Linked DNA regions of Sus scrofa: regions 2 and 3 are each linked to region 1. The links are chromatin contacts, called in public HiChIP or PLAC-seq and promoter capture Hi-C maps. All regions are on one chromosome and are shown on one strand. The core of a region is the stretch at or near the end of the contact, and the rest is flanking DNA. Distances in the headings are between cores, read along the strand shown. Region 1 holds the start of DDX5 (probable ATP-dependent RNA helicase DDX5). Region 2 holds the start of DDX42 (ATP-dependent RNA helicase DDX42). Region 3 holds the start of FTSJ3 (pre-rRNA processing protein FTSJ3).

What was found. Promoter capture Hi-C pulls out the DNA fragments that hold promoters and counts their contacts. HiChIP or PLAC-seq counts read pairs in DNA pulled down with a chosen protein or histone mark.
Region 2: a contact with region 1 is called in a promoter capture Hi-C map of liver, with 4 times the contacts expected there. The contact joins the promoter of DDX42 here to the promoter of DDX5 in region 1. A contact is called at or near these places in 1 of 5 promoter capture datasets (liver), 1 of 47 Hi-C or Micro-C datasets (embryonic fibroblasts) and 1 of 2 datasets of contacts at active chromatin or transcription factors (alveolar macrophages).
Region 3: a contact with region 1 is called in an H3K27ac HiChIP or PLAC-seq map of skeletal muscle, with 2.9 times the contacts expected there. The contact joins the promoter of FTSJ3 here to the promoter of DDX5 in region 1. A contact is called at or near these places in 1 of 5 promoter capture datasets (liver), 2 of 47 Hi-C or Micro-C datasets (heart right ventricle and skeletal muscle) and 2 of 2 datasets of contacts at active chromatin or transcription factors (alveolar macrophages and skeletal muscle).

What each region holds. Positions count from the first base shown.
Region 1 is chr12:14,569,820-14,574,208 of Sscrofa11.1, forward strand. It overlaps DDX5 (probable ATP-dependent RNA helicase DDX5), which reads left to right and starts at 1,893. Exons shown (of 14, transcript XM_021066761.1): 1 at 1,893-1,966; 2 at 2,603-2,781; 3 at 3,941-4,106. The coding sequence starts at 2,738. CEP95 (centrosomal protein of 95 kDa) reads right to left here and starts at 1,832. Exons shown (of 19, transcript XM_021066757.1): 1 at 1,675-1,832. The coding sequence starts at 1,693.
Region 2 is chr12:15,163,060-15,167,448 of Sscrofa11.1, forward strand. It overlaps DDX42 (ATP-dependent RNA helicase DDX42), which reads right to left and starts at 2,198. Exons shown (of 19, transcript XM_021066770.1): 1 at 1,639-2,198. CCDC47 (coiled-coil domain-containing protein 47) reads left to right here and starts at 2,209. Exons shown (of 13, transcript XM_021066772.1): 1 at 2,209-2,562.
Region 3 is chr12:15,103,454-15,107,842 of Sscrofa11.1, forward strand. It overlaps FTSJ3 (pre-rRNA processing protein FTSJ3), which reads left to right and starts at 2,189. Exons shown (of 20, transcript XM_013980850.2): 1 at 2,189-3,358; 2 at 3,532-3,637; 3 at 3,916-3,962; 4 at 4,080-4,159. The coding sequence starts at 3,292. It overlaps PSMC5 (proteasome 26S subunit, ATPase 5), which reads right to left and starts at 2,873. Exons shown (of 12, transcript NM_213983.1): 1 at 2,702-2,873; 2 at 2,111-2,182; 3 at 1,048-1,117; 4 at 521-618; 5 at 304-360; 6 at 1-223. The coding sequence starts at 2,725.

The sequences.
Region 1 (4,389 bases), core at 643-3,142:
GAGTATATACGTTTATTTAAAAAACCTCACAAAAGCAGACATTGTATTCTACAGAAAATAAGAAATTCGATTGTTAGAGAATCTCAGACTGTCCTAGGCATGATTTTTTTTAAATGTATTTAATTTTTTGGGATGATTTACAAAATGCTATAATTTCAATGTTGTCGAAACTATCATGCAGGAATTCTCATTGTGGCTTGCTGGTAACAAACCTACCAGCATTCATGGGGACCTGGGTTCAATTCCTGGCCTCACTCAATGGATTAAGGATCCAGCATTGCCCTGAGCTGTGGTATAGGTTGGGGATGAGGCTCAGATGCTGTGTTGCTGTGGCTGTGGTGTAGGCCAGCAGCTGCTGCTCTGATTTGACCCCTACCAGGGAATGTCAATAAGCTACAGGTGCAGCTCTAAAAAGCAAAAAAAAAAAAAAAAGGCAAACAAAAAACCCACAAAACTATGATGCAAACTCAATTTTTACTGTTCCAAACTAAAATCTCAAATTACTCTACACCTTATTTTAGAAGCTATACGTAGATTTTTATTTAAAATATATTTACAAGAAGTCAGGAACATTATCTCATATACGAAAGGTCACCAGAAACTAATTAATAGATGTTGCTTCAAAATCCCAATAGCATTAGTCATGATGTTACCCAATTATCTTGCCCAAGTTGGAATTTCTCTGGTGCCCAAATAAGTGGTGATTAACTGAGGCTGTTAAGAACTGGAGTAATGACACCAACACTACTGCAGTTTTTAATTTTTTAAATTATATTTTGTGCACATGAAAAGAAATATGGTAAATACACAAAAACGTCTCTACATTCAAAATTAGCACATTACCAATACTGCTGAAGTTTCCTGCTGTCACCCTCCCTACCCTAGATACTGATAAGATGAGCAAAGTTATTTCAAGAGTTTGTCGGCCAAAGGAAACTTAGAAAAACCTGAAACAATTTGCAATTGACGGGAACGTTCTTTTATTCTGTGTGCGTTCTCTTAAGTATGTTCTAGAAACAAGTGCGAGTTTCCGTGTGAAAGCGTCTTCAAGGCATGTTATCTCCCTCTCCCAAAGTTCAGTACTCACAGCTGACCAAACCATGACAACAGGTTTGAACGCTGTCTTGGAGAAAAGGATGAAAGCGTCCTAGACAACCAAATCAATTCGCCTTTCAAAAGCGGTACTAGACAAAGCGAATGAGTCTAGAGATCACAGAAGAGTGAAGTCCACCACGGTTCTGCTATTGGCCGGGGGCATCAACAGATCTTAAAGAGGGCCGGTCCTCCAATGTTCAAATAAAGATGCAGGTACTAGCTACCTCAGTCCTCGCAATGCAAGAACTGCAGGCACAGTGAGTGGGTGGATTCCCCAGAAAAATACGAGTCCGGGGAAGCTACGCGACTGCCCTTTTCGCAGCCAGGTTGCGTGCGCTACGGGCCTCACCGCAAGGGCCCTTCTAACCCACCCCCAAAACCGCACCCCACAACCCGGAAAGAGCCAGGGAGCGGGGATGAGACCCTACCCAGAGAGCCCGCCAACTATCACGGGGTGTCACCAGCCCCGCCGGCCGCCCAAACCCGCCCGAGGCCTCAAGGTAAAAGTGGCAGGGACGTTAGGGGATTTAGAGAGGACGACTTCGTCCACACACACCGGAGCGACAGGCCGAGACTCACCAGCCTCTGAGCCGGCCATGTCGAGAAGGCAGGCCGCTGTCGGACTCTTGGCCCGGTGCGCGCGGGACGGAGCTCAGGGAGGGCCGCACGCCGCAGACCCAGTGCTGACAGGAGGGGGAAGCAAACGAAAGTGCCGGGAAGGAGGGATTAAAAAGGGAGGGACGTTAAAACCGCTTCTCGTTGCTGATTGGTCACCACAGGACCACTTCCTTTCGCAGCACGCGCTGGGGCGGCGGTTTGCGAGCTCTAAATACCATTCTCCGCCGACCAGATCCCGCTAAGGAGTTCTCAGGTGGGTGGGTTTAACAGCCCCGCGGGTCAACCAGCCGACCTGGCCGGTCTCCCCGGGCAATAGCACTGCACTTCCGGCGAGCGATTTCGTTTTGTACTCCTCCGCCGACGCCATCTGGAAAAGTAGTGCGGCCCGCTCACCCGGTGGGCGGGGGGGGAGTCACGTGACAATGTCAGGCTCCGCCTACCCGTCTCGCCGGGTTGTGGGCGTGAGGGCCCTTTGGAGACGTAAACATTTCCAAGAGAACCAAGTGGCTTGGTCTGGGTGGGCCATTTCATTGTTCGTGCTGGACCTGAAAAAGGGCGGGGCGACTTCCTTGAAGTGTGGAAGACAAGGAAAAGGTGAAGTCAAGAGAGTAAAAACTGAGGCTTCCCAGTAGTGGGTGGATGGACCCACCCTTGAAAGGAGTGAAAAACGGGAGGGATGGTTTGGGTGGGGGGAGGAGAAGGAGGGGCGAGAACATGGCGGATTTCGGAACGCCCGCGGGCGGTGCGGCCTCGGCGCAGGGGCGGGGTGATTAGGTCATAGAGCAGCTCCCAGCGTTCTCTGCGGCGGAGGAGGCGGTCCAGGCTATAAAACCGGCTGCCGGGACGCGGCCGGCACCTCATTCATTTCCACCGGTCTCTTGTCGGGCAGCTTGGGCTCCTGTCATCGCCGTCCCTCCGCCGCTGCCGCCCCCGCAAGGCTTCGCCGTCGTCGAAGCCACCTCCAGCGACTTGTCGCACCCGATTCTCTGTGCTTTGTTTCCCGCCAACCGCAACCATTGACGCCATGTCGAGTTATTCAAGTGACCGAGACCGCGGCCGGGATCGAGGGTGAGTGTGGGAACTGACCTGTCAGGCCCTGTGGGTGGGGGATGGGATGCCGATGCGGGGGGGCGGGGTGGCGACGGGAATTCGGCTTCCTCAGCCTATGTTTGGGCCTCGTCCCTCAAAGGCTTGCGCCATTTTGATATTTTTGAAACTGCCTGGGAGTTTCATGTTAATGGTTCTCGAGATCTCTTCTTTTGTCTGGGATGGGGCATCGCGGCCTCGATGATTTATCAGCTCTTGGGAGAATTCCAAGGAGCGTATTTCGAAGGGAGGGGAGCGCAGCGCTTCGAGGCGGACGAAATCGCTGCTGTTAGGTGCAACCTTTCGGAAGGTGTTTTGGGGGCCCCAGGAATTTTGTGGGTGGCGAGGGGGCCGTCTCCGATGCCGTTATTGCGGCGGGGGCAGGACGGTGACCGGCACCGCGGGAATCGGCCATGTGGCTGAGCCGCGGGTACAAAATGCCGGCATCGGACATGGCGGCGGCGCCTTTGTTACCCCGCCCGGCGGAGGAGCTCAAAATGGCAGCGTCGAGAAAATGTGGCGCAGAGAGAAATGCGAGACAAAGGGGGAAGCGCCGCCCCAGCGGGAACGCCGCCCGGCCGACTCCGCCCGGCAGGGACTCCTCCCCCGGTAGTCTCCAACGCCTCCTTTTCTTTTTCCTTACGTTTATATAATTTTGCTACCTTGATCGCGGTCCTTTCTGGGGCATCTCTCCAAGTCATTCGGCTTGCGTAAGTGTCCGCGAGATAACCCACCTTTTTCTGCTCTGTGTGCTGTTCCGTTATCTATTAAAATCAAAGCTCCTTTGCTTGAGAACAGCTGGTAGATAACATCGCTGTTAGGCTTATCCTTTCTTGTCTTTCTCTCAGATATTTAGTTTTTAAGTTCATGGGAGAGATTAGTAGCCCCAACTATTGACGCTCCTTGTAATCTGAACTTCTGGCATTCGGGCAGCCACTTTCCGACCTGTGAAATCCCGGGCTGATGATTTGGGTTCAATGGCGTGTACTTGGTACAACGGGAAATGAAAAGGATGCGGTGCTAATTGTGGCTTTTGAGAGAATGACCGTCTGTTCCACCTGGAAGTCTTTGATATTTAGCATGTGCCAAGGGGTGGTTAATATGTCTGTACGTGTTCGAAGATGTGACTTTTTAATTTCAGGTTTGGTGCGCCTCGATTTGGAGGAAGTAGGGCAGGGCCCTTATCTGGAAAGAAGTTTGGAAACCCTGGGGAGAAACTGGTTAAAAAGAAGTGGAATCTTGATGAGCTGCCCAAATTTGAGAAGAATTTTTATCAAGAACACCCTGATTTGGCTAGGCGAACAGCAGTAAGTAATTTCATGTGGTTTCTTCAGGCTGTAATTCAATAATTAATAACTTTGCAGTGAATCAAAATCTGACTAGAAGTTCCCTGCACATAACTAAGTTTTGGGGAACTCATGCTGAGTAAGTAAGGATCTTACTTACTTTGGGGAAGAGGAGTTACTACTCACTTTTGGAGACAAGTGACTTTTTCTACTTAAAATGGTTGGGTGTAACGTAATAAGTGGTTTTTGTTTGTTTAGGGTTTTTATATGGATCCAAATTTTAAAAGGCCATCTTAAAGTAGTT
Region 2 (4,389 bases), core at 948-3,447, 590 kb after region 1:
CTAGATTACACTTATTTTAGAAGCATCTTTTTTGTTAGCTTGAGAAACTCCGTAAGAGCTGACTACATGAATATCAATTTGATTAAAATATAAAGAACTGTGCTCCTCCACCAGCTACACTAAATTATTACAATGTAAGTCAGATCTTACCACTCCTCTGCTCAAAACCCTCAGACAGTTACTATCTCAGGCAGAAGAAAAGTGAAACTCTCACAACAGCCTAAAAGGTCCTGGTTGTTCTGAGCCCAGAGGCTCCCCACAGCCCCACCCTCCCAGTTCTTTCTCAGACCTTATCTCCTTCTACTCCCTCATTTGCCCACAGTGCTCCAAGCCAGTAGGTTTTCTAACTATCTCTCTAACAGGCCAGCATTTTCCTCTTAGAGGCCTTTACACCTGCAATTCCCTCTGCCTGGAACATCATTTCCTCAGAAACTAGCTGGGCTCACTCCCTCACGTCCTTTTAGTCTTATTAAATACCAACTTATCTATAAATACTTCTCTGACCACCCTATTTCAAAATGCAACACCTCCCCATCCCTCTTTCCAGCTTTATTACTTTTCTAACCTAAGGCATTAATATTTTCTAACAAACAATATAATTTATATATTTGTTTTCTGTTTCTCTTACTCCCTACTGGAAATTAAGTTTCATGAGAGCTGGGGTCACAGACCTAGGACAGGGACAGGCACACAGAAGGTATCCCCAAAAATATTTCTTGGATGAATGAACTCCATATTAGGACATATGATTCCTGTTCCAGGTACACGAAAATACAACATAACATTTTTTTCGACGCTGAAAATCTTAAAAAATTTTAGTAGGAAAGACTGACTGACCACTTTCCACTGGGCTTAGCTCTAGAAGGTTAAAATGAACCAAAACATAATTTCCGCCCTTTATGAGCTCGAGGGTGCATATACACGGAAAAATAGACATATAAAGATCATTTACAAAAAAACAGTATATATGGGAAGCCAGGCGAATTTAAATGACTGCCCAAAGGAGAGCCAGAATGCTTCCACTAAGGTGGTAAGCTATGACTCCCCCTAAAATCTTGACTAGTGCGACTGTTTTTATGTTATCGGTGCGTATGCTTGTAACTCCATGTAAATAATTTACTCACATCGGATACGCTCTTAAGTAGGCCGAAAAAAAGTTTGTGTGACGATGGTGATGCTCAACACTCAAGGCTACACAAAGATCCCTATGTCTTTTACTGTCTTCAGATTTGGCAACTTTTACCTATGAAGCCCCTCAATTTGGAAACTAGCGCCTGCCAATTGCTAGCAGCTTGGGTCAGAATCCTCCCCTTGGCTATCTCTCTCTCGGAGCCCGGCACGCTGCAAATCCCCTTCCCTGGCAGGGCGGGAGGGCGAGCACCGCCTCCGGAAAGCCGCCAACTGGGCCTCGGTAAGAGTTGCCGGAAAAGCGGGAGTCGCGGGAGAGCGACGAGGCTCCCAAGGACCCCTCGAAGCTTCAGTCCGGCATTCCCAGCCCCCTGGGCCTCCGGCTCCTGGAGGCTCTGACGACTCTTTGTTAAGAAAAGCCGCGGTTCCCCGGCCCTCACTAGGCCCCGCACTTGCCTCCGGTGCCCTCAAGGGGTTACGGCCCCGCGTCCAGACCCACCTCACACAAACCTGCTTCTGTGGCTGCAGCGGCAGCTGTTATTACCGCCGACGCGGAGAGAATCCCACGGCCCAAAGTACGCGCGGTTCAGGCCCGGTCCCGCCGCGCTCCTCTCTCTCCGCCCCCTTAGCTGCCGCCGCCGCCGCCGCCTCTCGGCCCGTTGCTGACGGGGGGAGGGGAGCGAAAGCCAGACATGCGCAGTGCAGAGAGCGCGGGCCGAAGGGCGGAGCCTGGGTCTACGGCTCCCGGAAGGCGCTGCGGGCTTCGGACCTAAAAGCTCCGGAATGCCTCACAGACTCCTCAGACGCTTTGATTGGCACTGCCCCTGGCTGAGAGGATCCATGGCCCGTTTAGGAAGTGGGTCTAGGAGTGCAGAAAGCAGCAGTACAGGGAGCCGCCAAGAAAAAGGCTCGGGTGGAAACCATATATACATAAGATTGTCGAGCCCCTAGGCTCTACTTTGCAAATTTGACCTGGCCAACATTTCTCCTCGTGCTTCAGACCACGTGGTCCCGTAGAGCCTGGCGATTTTAGCTTCCGGAGCACGGGTTCAGCGTGATGACATCTCGTCTGAACCCTCGAGGAGAGCCCTGGGATAGGCGCGGGCAGTTCCGGCGCCGGGGCCGGTGTTGTGTAATTCTCCCAGCAGCCCCACCTTGCTTCTCCTGGGCGGGGAAGGAGGCGGTCTCGTGGGGTCCCAGAGGCTGCGTCCCGCCCCCGAGCGGCGCGCAGGCGCGGACCAGCCGCACGTATTCTACGTAACGGATGGCGGAGGCTACGCGAAGAGTGGCGCGGTGTGACTGAGCTACCTTGTCTGCCTGTGTCCTAGAGGCGTCGGGGGCTGTGAAATCGCGGTGACCCTGCAGGCGGTGGCCAAGCCGAGAGGCAGGCAGGGTAGAAGCAGGGACGCTGGGCCAGGCTAGCCCTCGGTACAGGTAGGAAGCGGGCCGTGACGCGCTAGTCGGTGGAGCCGGGCCAGGCCCAGCGGTGACGCTGAGTTGCGTGGCCCTGCCAGGTCCAGTTTCCCACCTAAGCCCCTAAGTTCAGCCTGCATGCATCAATCCCCGCGTCTTCTCGCCTTTCCCTGCTTTCTCAAAAGAAACCAAACTTTGTCCACCACAAGGCCCATTTTCTCTTGGGGATTTTTCTTGGCTTGGGAGTGACTTTAATGTTTTTTGGGAACTCCTAGAACTGCAAGCAAATGCAACCCGCAGGGCAAAGTTAGAGGAAGCCCTCAGTGTGCAGCAGGAAAAATGGAGCATAGAAGTGATGATTCTCCTTGCTGGGCAAAGACTTGATCCGGAGGGTTTAGCAGAAGCAGCAACCTCTGTGATCAGTCTTCTCTAAAGGTTTCTAGCGTAAGACATGTTTTTATCCAACGTATGTAAGGAGAGAGGGGACCATCTCAATGATCTCGAGAAGCCGCATTGTCCGGCCGTTGTCAGAAAGGCTTAATCTAAAATGTCAGCAAGGAACGATTCTTGTATTCGTCTTTCATTTTTAAGTCCAGACCCAGTCACTGAGCTTGCCAAGTGAGCTAGCAGAAGAAATCAAACCAGACTTGTTAGTGTTGGTGTTCCCTGCCCCAGGAGTCTCAGGACTGCCCCTCAGGCAAGGAAGGAGTTGTGCATTTGAGAAATGAGTTGACAGGTGCAGCAAAGAGTCTTCTGAGGGGGAAAGCAAAGGCACAAATGGGTTTGGATCATCGTAACCTGAATAACCTTGAAAGAGCTCTGTCACACTGCTAATTTATCTTAGAAATGCTTCTGTGGTCTGCACATTGTAAGTGGAAATTTAGTTTGAAATGATCAGACAGTGGTTAACTTGGCAGTGTCAACCTTTATTGCTACTATTTGAAAAAGTTTAAGACTGACATCTGAAAGGGAAACAATAAAAGTGAATTTTTTTTATTTATTTATTTTTTTTTAGCGCCACACCTGAGACATATGGAGGATCCCAGGCTAGGGGTCTAATCAAAGCTACAGCCACATCCACAGCCACGCCAGATCTGAGCTGTGTCTACGACCTACACCACAGCTCACCGCAATGTCGGATCCTTAACCCCACTGAGCAAGGCCAGGGATTGAACCCGAAACCTCATGGTTCCTAGTTGGATTCGTTTCAGCTCCACTGTGGGAACTCCAAAAGTGAACTATTTTTAAACCTTAAAGGGGGTTCATAAGGCACAGTAGAAGGAAGTAATAGGAACTGATAGGATTGAGTGCCTTCTCATATTTCCTGTAATGTCCACTACAGCTCTGTGAGGCAAGCAGTGAGTGGTTAGCCTTTTTTGTATGTGGGAGCAAGGCCATAAGTAATTAGCCTAAGATCATGAGGCTGGCAAATGGTAGAGCTGATGTTTTAAACTAAAACTAACTCCAGCAGTCTCTGTACTCTTTCACATTTTTTCCACTTTTGATATGAAACTAGGGGTGTTTGGAGACATCACAAACTGCTTTAAGGTTTTTGTCAAGTGGGCAGCTGTGTTTTCCTGTAAAATGTCCCCTGGTGCTAACATCAAAGATCAAATATTGGAAAGAACGTAGTATTGGTCAATCTTTGGTGGCATTTCTCAAGTCATTTGTGCCTTTCAAAATTTATGGACTTTGTCCAGTTTTTTGTTGTTGTTGTTTTTTGGTTTTTTTGGCCACTCCCATAGCATGCAGAAGTTCCCAGGCCAGTAATTGAACCCTCACCATAGTCATAACCATAGTTACAGCAGTGACTGGGCTGGATCTTTAACCCCTGCACCACCAGGGAAC
Region 3 (4,389 bases), core at 939-3,438, 530 kb after region 1:
GTGCAATGCCCAGCGCTTCAAACAGCTCAGGATGCTTCACGGGCAGCTCGATCACTTCTTTGATCTCCTTGATCTGCTTGTCCAGTCCACCAATCATCTCGTAAGTTGAATCTGGCACTTTCTCCACCATCATCAGTGACACCAGTGGATCTACCTTGTTGGGCAGGATCTTGTGCAAAGTGTAGCTATCATTTCTGAGAGCCACCCGGCAGTTGGGTGTCACCTGGGCGAGAGAAGAGAGTTTTAGGATGGGGCATGGTGAGAGCTGACCCCCCAACTCCCAACCTCACCTGCTGCACTCACATCATTGATGTCGATGTTCTTGTCCACGTCTACGACAAACTTGCCCTCGGGATGCACCTACAGAAACACAGGCTTGTGTGCTTCCCTGACAGCCATGAGCCTCACCCAGAGAGACCCCCGAGTCTCACAATAGCACGACAGGAGAACCTTCACGACACACGTAGGTATGGGAATGCCACGACCAAAGGGCTGCTCCCGGGGCTCATGCTGCCTTTACCTTAACCAACACTTTTTTCTTGTCCATGGCCCGGACTACTTCCCCCACATAGGAGCCCTGTTCTTGCAGTAGCTGTAGCTCCTCTCGCAACAGGCGAACTAGATGGGAAACAGACATAGTGGTCACCCAGATTCTTTGATGTCTCCCCCCACGACTTGATTCAGGATTCAGCATGCATGAACTAAGTGCCGTTTTGAAGTTTTGAAAGGAAGGTTTCAAAAAGAAAGTCAAAACAGGTCCTACTGCATAGCACAAGGAACTATGTTCAACACCCTGTAATAAACCGTAACAAAAAGAATGTGAAAAAGAACATATATGTGTGTAATTGCAACACTACCGCACAGCAGAAGTAACACTGTGAATCAACTAGAATAAGACTTTTTTTTTACAAGTCGAAATTCATATCTTTAAAGGAGGTTACAAGGGAGCTTGAGAGATGTGCACGTGAACAACTATGAGAAAGCGACAGGCACCCGTGTGAGGACCTCACACTGCCTGCGTGCAGCCTTCCCATCCTTCCCCCTCACCTTTTGCATTAAGCTCATTCCTCTGTGCTTGCAGCCTGCGGAGATTCTGGCTCTTGTCATTCACAATCAGCTGTGGAGGACAAGAGGCAAAGGGCAGACAGTGGTAGGAGGTTATGACCCTCACAGGCTGATGGGAGCAGAGTGAGGAAAGAGCACTGGGCACCCGCATGTTATTTCAGATTCTCTAATGTGATCCAAGAGTTCCTCAGGAGTGTAGGACAACCACAGGGAAAAAGCTTCTTGTCTAACACTGGTCCAGGAATAGCAAACCCTAATGGAGAAGAGGCAACAGCTGGCTTACACTGTGTCTTGCAGGGCAGTAACATGGTAGAGAGAGAAGATAACTTTGAGTCAGAAGCCTAAGTTCTAGCCCCACTGCTGGCTGTTAATAGCTGAGTAAAGCTAATGAAAACCACTTAAAAGGTCTAGATCTCTCACCAAACTGCAAGTGGTGCACCTACTGGCCTCTTTTCGGGGTTAATTTGAGGAACAAATGAAAGCAGCACAGGTAAAGCATTTCAAAAATGACCACCCAAATATGAAACCTGCAAATGTACCTGGAAGTGAGAATTTTTCCTTGTGGCTCTCCATCTAATTTGCAATATTTTCCTCATTTCTATGATCTGGCTCCCTCTTTAGGCTGTAATACTGGGTTGCTAGTTCCTTTTCATTTGGCCCCCTGGAACCAGCATTGTTCAGACTCCTCAATTTTGTCTTCCCTCACTCTCACTCTGCCCCAACCCCTCTCTAATAAATCCCATCTTCTGAACCTACATCTTCCCTTTTATAAGAAACTACCATTCAGGCTTCCTCTGAAAGGAATGATTTTTGGCCGGGGCTAACTTTTATGTGAAAATTTGACTCCTGAAAATATGTAACAAACTGTGAATATTAATGATCTTCAAAAGGGTGGGACTTGAGGAAGAAACTGTTAACTTGATATAATTCATACCCTTGGCTTCTTGCTTCTTCCACTGCGCCCCAGTGGAATCATACGGCTTTCTAGAAATCGGCTCCATCGATCCTTCACCGAAGCCCTTCCAGCTCCCTCAGGACCTCTTACCTGGAGTTCTTCAATCTTGGACAGATAATACTGGCGGAGTCCACTGCCTGCCTTCCCCTCTTCCAGCTCCATCTGAAGACAGTTTAATTATTAAACAACAGGTTAAACACCCAAGGGATAAAGCTACTTCCAGCTTGGACTTCAGAGACTAAGACTTGGGTTCTAATCCCTCACTCCATCTCTTCAAAACCCTTCGTGTCCCAGTGACAGAAGAGGGGAAACAGAAAGAGGGGAAAAAAAGTCCACCCCTTAAGACTTTCAGGAGGAGCAAGAGAGAACACACAAGGCAACGGCATACAAACCCGAAGGGTCATTACTACAGGAGGAGCCAGCAAGAAGGACGGGTTCCCTGACTCGGGCGACTCGCTCACTCATCCCGCTTCCACCGGGTCTTCCATTCCCGGCCCTGCCCTGACCCGCCGGGGGAGGCGCTGACACAGCAGATCCGTTCCCAGGCAGGGCCCGGTCCGGATTGGTCCATCCACACCTGATTGCCTCAACGCTCTTGCCCCAGACGGCTGCCCACCTCGGATCACACCTGCTCCGCATCCAGCCCTGATCCCCGTCTGGCCGCGGCAGCCGCCGCCATACCTGCTCAGGCCCGTCAAGCGCCATCTTCCCTCTTCCGCGGAGGCCCCCGGCATCAGAGCCGCTTTGGTGCGCAGGCGCGGAAGCGGGGCTTGGGGGACCGAACTCCCGGGCAGAGAACAGTTCCGGGTCAATGGGCGGGGTGTGCGCCCAAACAAAGCAAATAACAGGGGCCCTGAAGCGGCGGGGCCACGCGAGGTCAGGAGCTTTGGAAGGGGATAAAGAGGACGCAGAGCTCCTAAATGTTATTCCGAAGAAACTAGGTTTTGGTTAAAGTAATATTACTTCCGGGTGCAAACATCTAGTTTATAAACCTGGACACAGAGCTTAAAGAAAAATTTGTGGCCACGCTCAAAATGGCGGAAAACTTGGATCCGCGGACGCAGCCGACGCACACGGAAGCGGAAATACGTTTGCTGCTTACACGTGCCGCTGCTGGGGTAGTGAAAACGGAGCTGGGTGGTGTTAGGAGCGGAGTGCGGAGTGTCTTTGAGAAGACGAGTGGGGAGCGGAGAGCGTAATCTAGTATTCTGGGCGGAGACGTCCTGATTTCTGCTTTCTCTCCAGATTGAGTGGCACTCCCCAGTTCCACTATGGGCAAGAAGGGCAAAGTAGGGAAGAGCCGGCGGGACAAGTTCTATCACCTGGCGAAAGAGACCGGTGAGTCATGGTTTACGCAGTCTGAGAGCAAGAGAGCCACCGATCTTTGCCTGTTCGCCTCCTTCCCGAACATTGGGTTTCTCTTCCACAGAAGAGGTGGTGGGTTGTGAGGCCACCGTAATCCCGCTGGGAAAGCGCTTTCGCGGACTTTATTCTTTTTTCATTGTTTCTAGGTTACCGTTCCCGCTCTGCTTTCAAGTTGATCCAGCTGAATCGCCGCTTTCAATTTCTGCAGAAAGCCCGAGCCTTGCTAGACCTGTGCGCTGCACCAGGTGGATGGTGCGTAATATCTGGCACCTGTTGCTTCTTGTGGCAGCTTTCTGCATTCCCGCCATGGATGACTGAGTTTAACTGTGGGCAGGAGAGATACAGGACTAACAATCTGAAATTTTTCTACTTCCGAAACAAATTTCAGGGAAAAATATTTGGAAGTTATGTATGAGATATGTTTGGCCACTGCAGTCGGCAGGGGCTCCTAATACTGGGGATGAGAGCCAGAGACGGCGGGAAAGGGACAAGCCAGGGTAATTATTTCAGTGTTTACTTCTTTTTTATAGGCTGCAGGTGGCTGCCAAGTTTATGCCTGTCTCCAGCCTTATTGTGGGTGAGTGACAGTTCTTTTAAGCGTTTCGGGGATGGCGAGTGTGACATGCTGTGTTCGGCATTCCCTTCCTCCTGTTTAAGGCAACCTTTGGGAACACTCCACCCTGATTTCTTCCAGGTGTGGACTTGGTTCCAATCAAGCCTCTTCCCAATGTGGTGACTCTCCAGGAGGATATCACAACAGAACGTTGTAGGCAGGTAATGGAGATTTCTCTTTTCTCTCTCTCTTTTTTTTTTTTTTTTTTTTTTGGCTGCATCTGCGGCATATGGAAGTTCTCAGGCCAGGGATCAGATCCAAGCCTACCCTGATCCTCTGAAGGCATGCTTTTCCTGTTTACCATGCCTTGAGCAGTGCTTGCACAGGACAAAACAGGTAATACATCACGTCCACCAAGCCGTTATTCTGGAAAGATGTGTTTGGGGTTGGC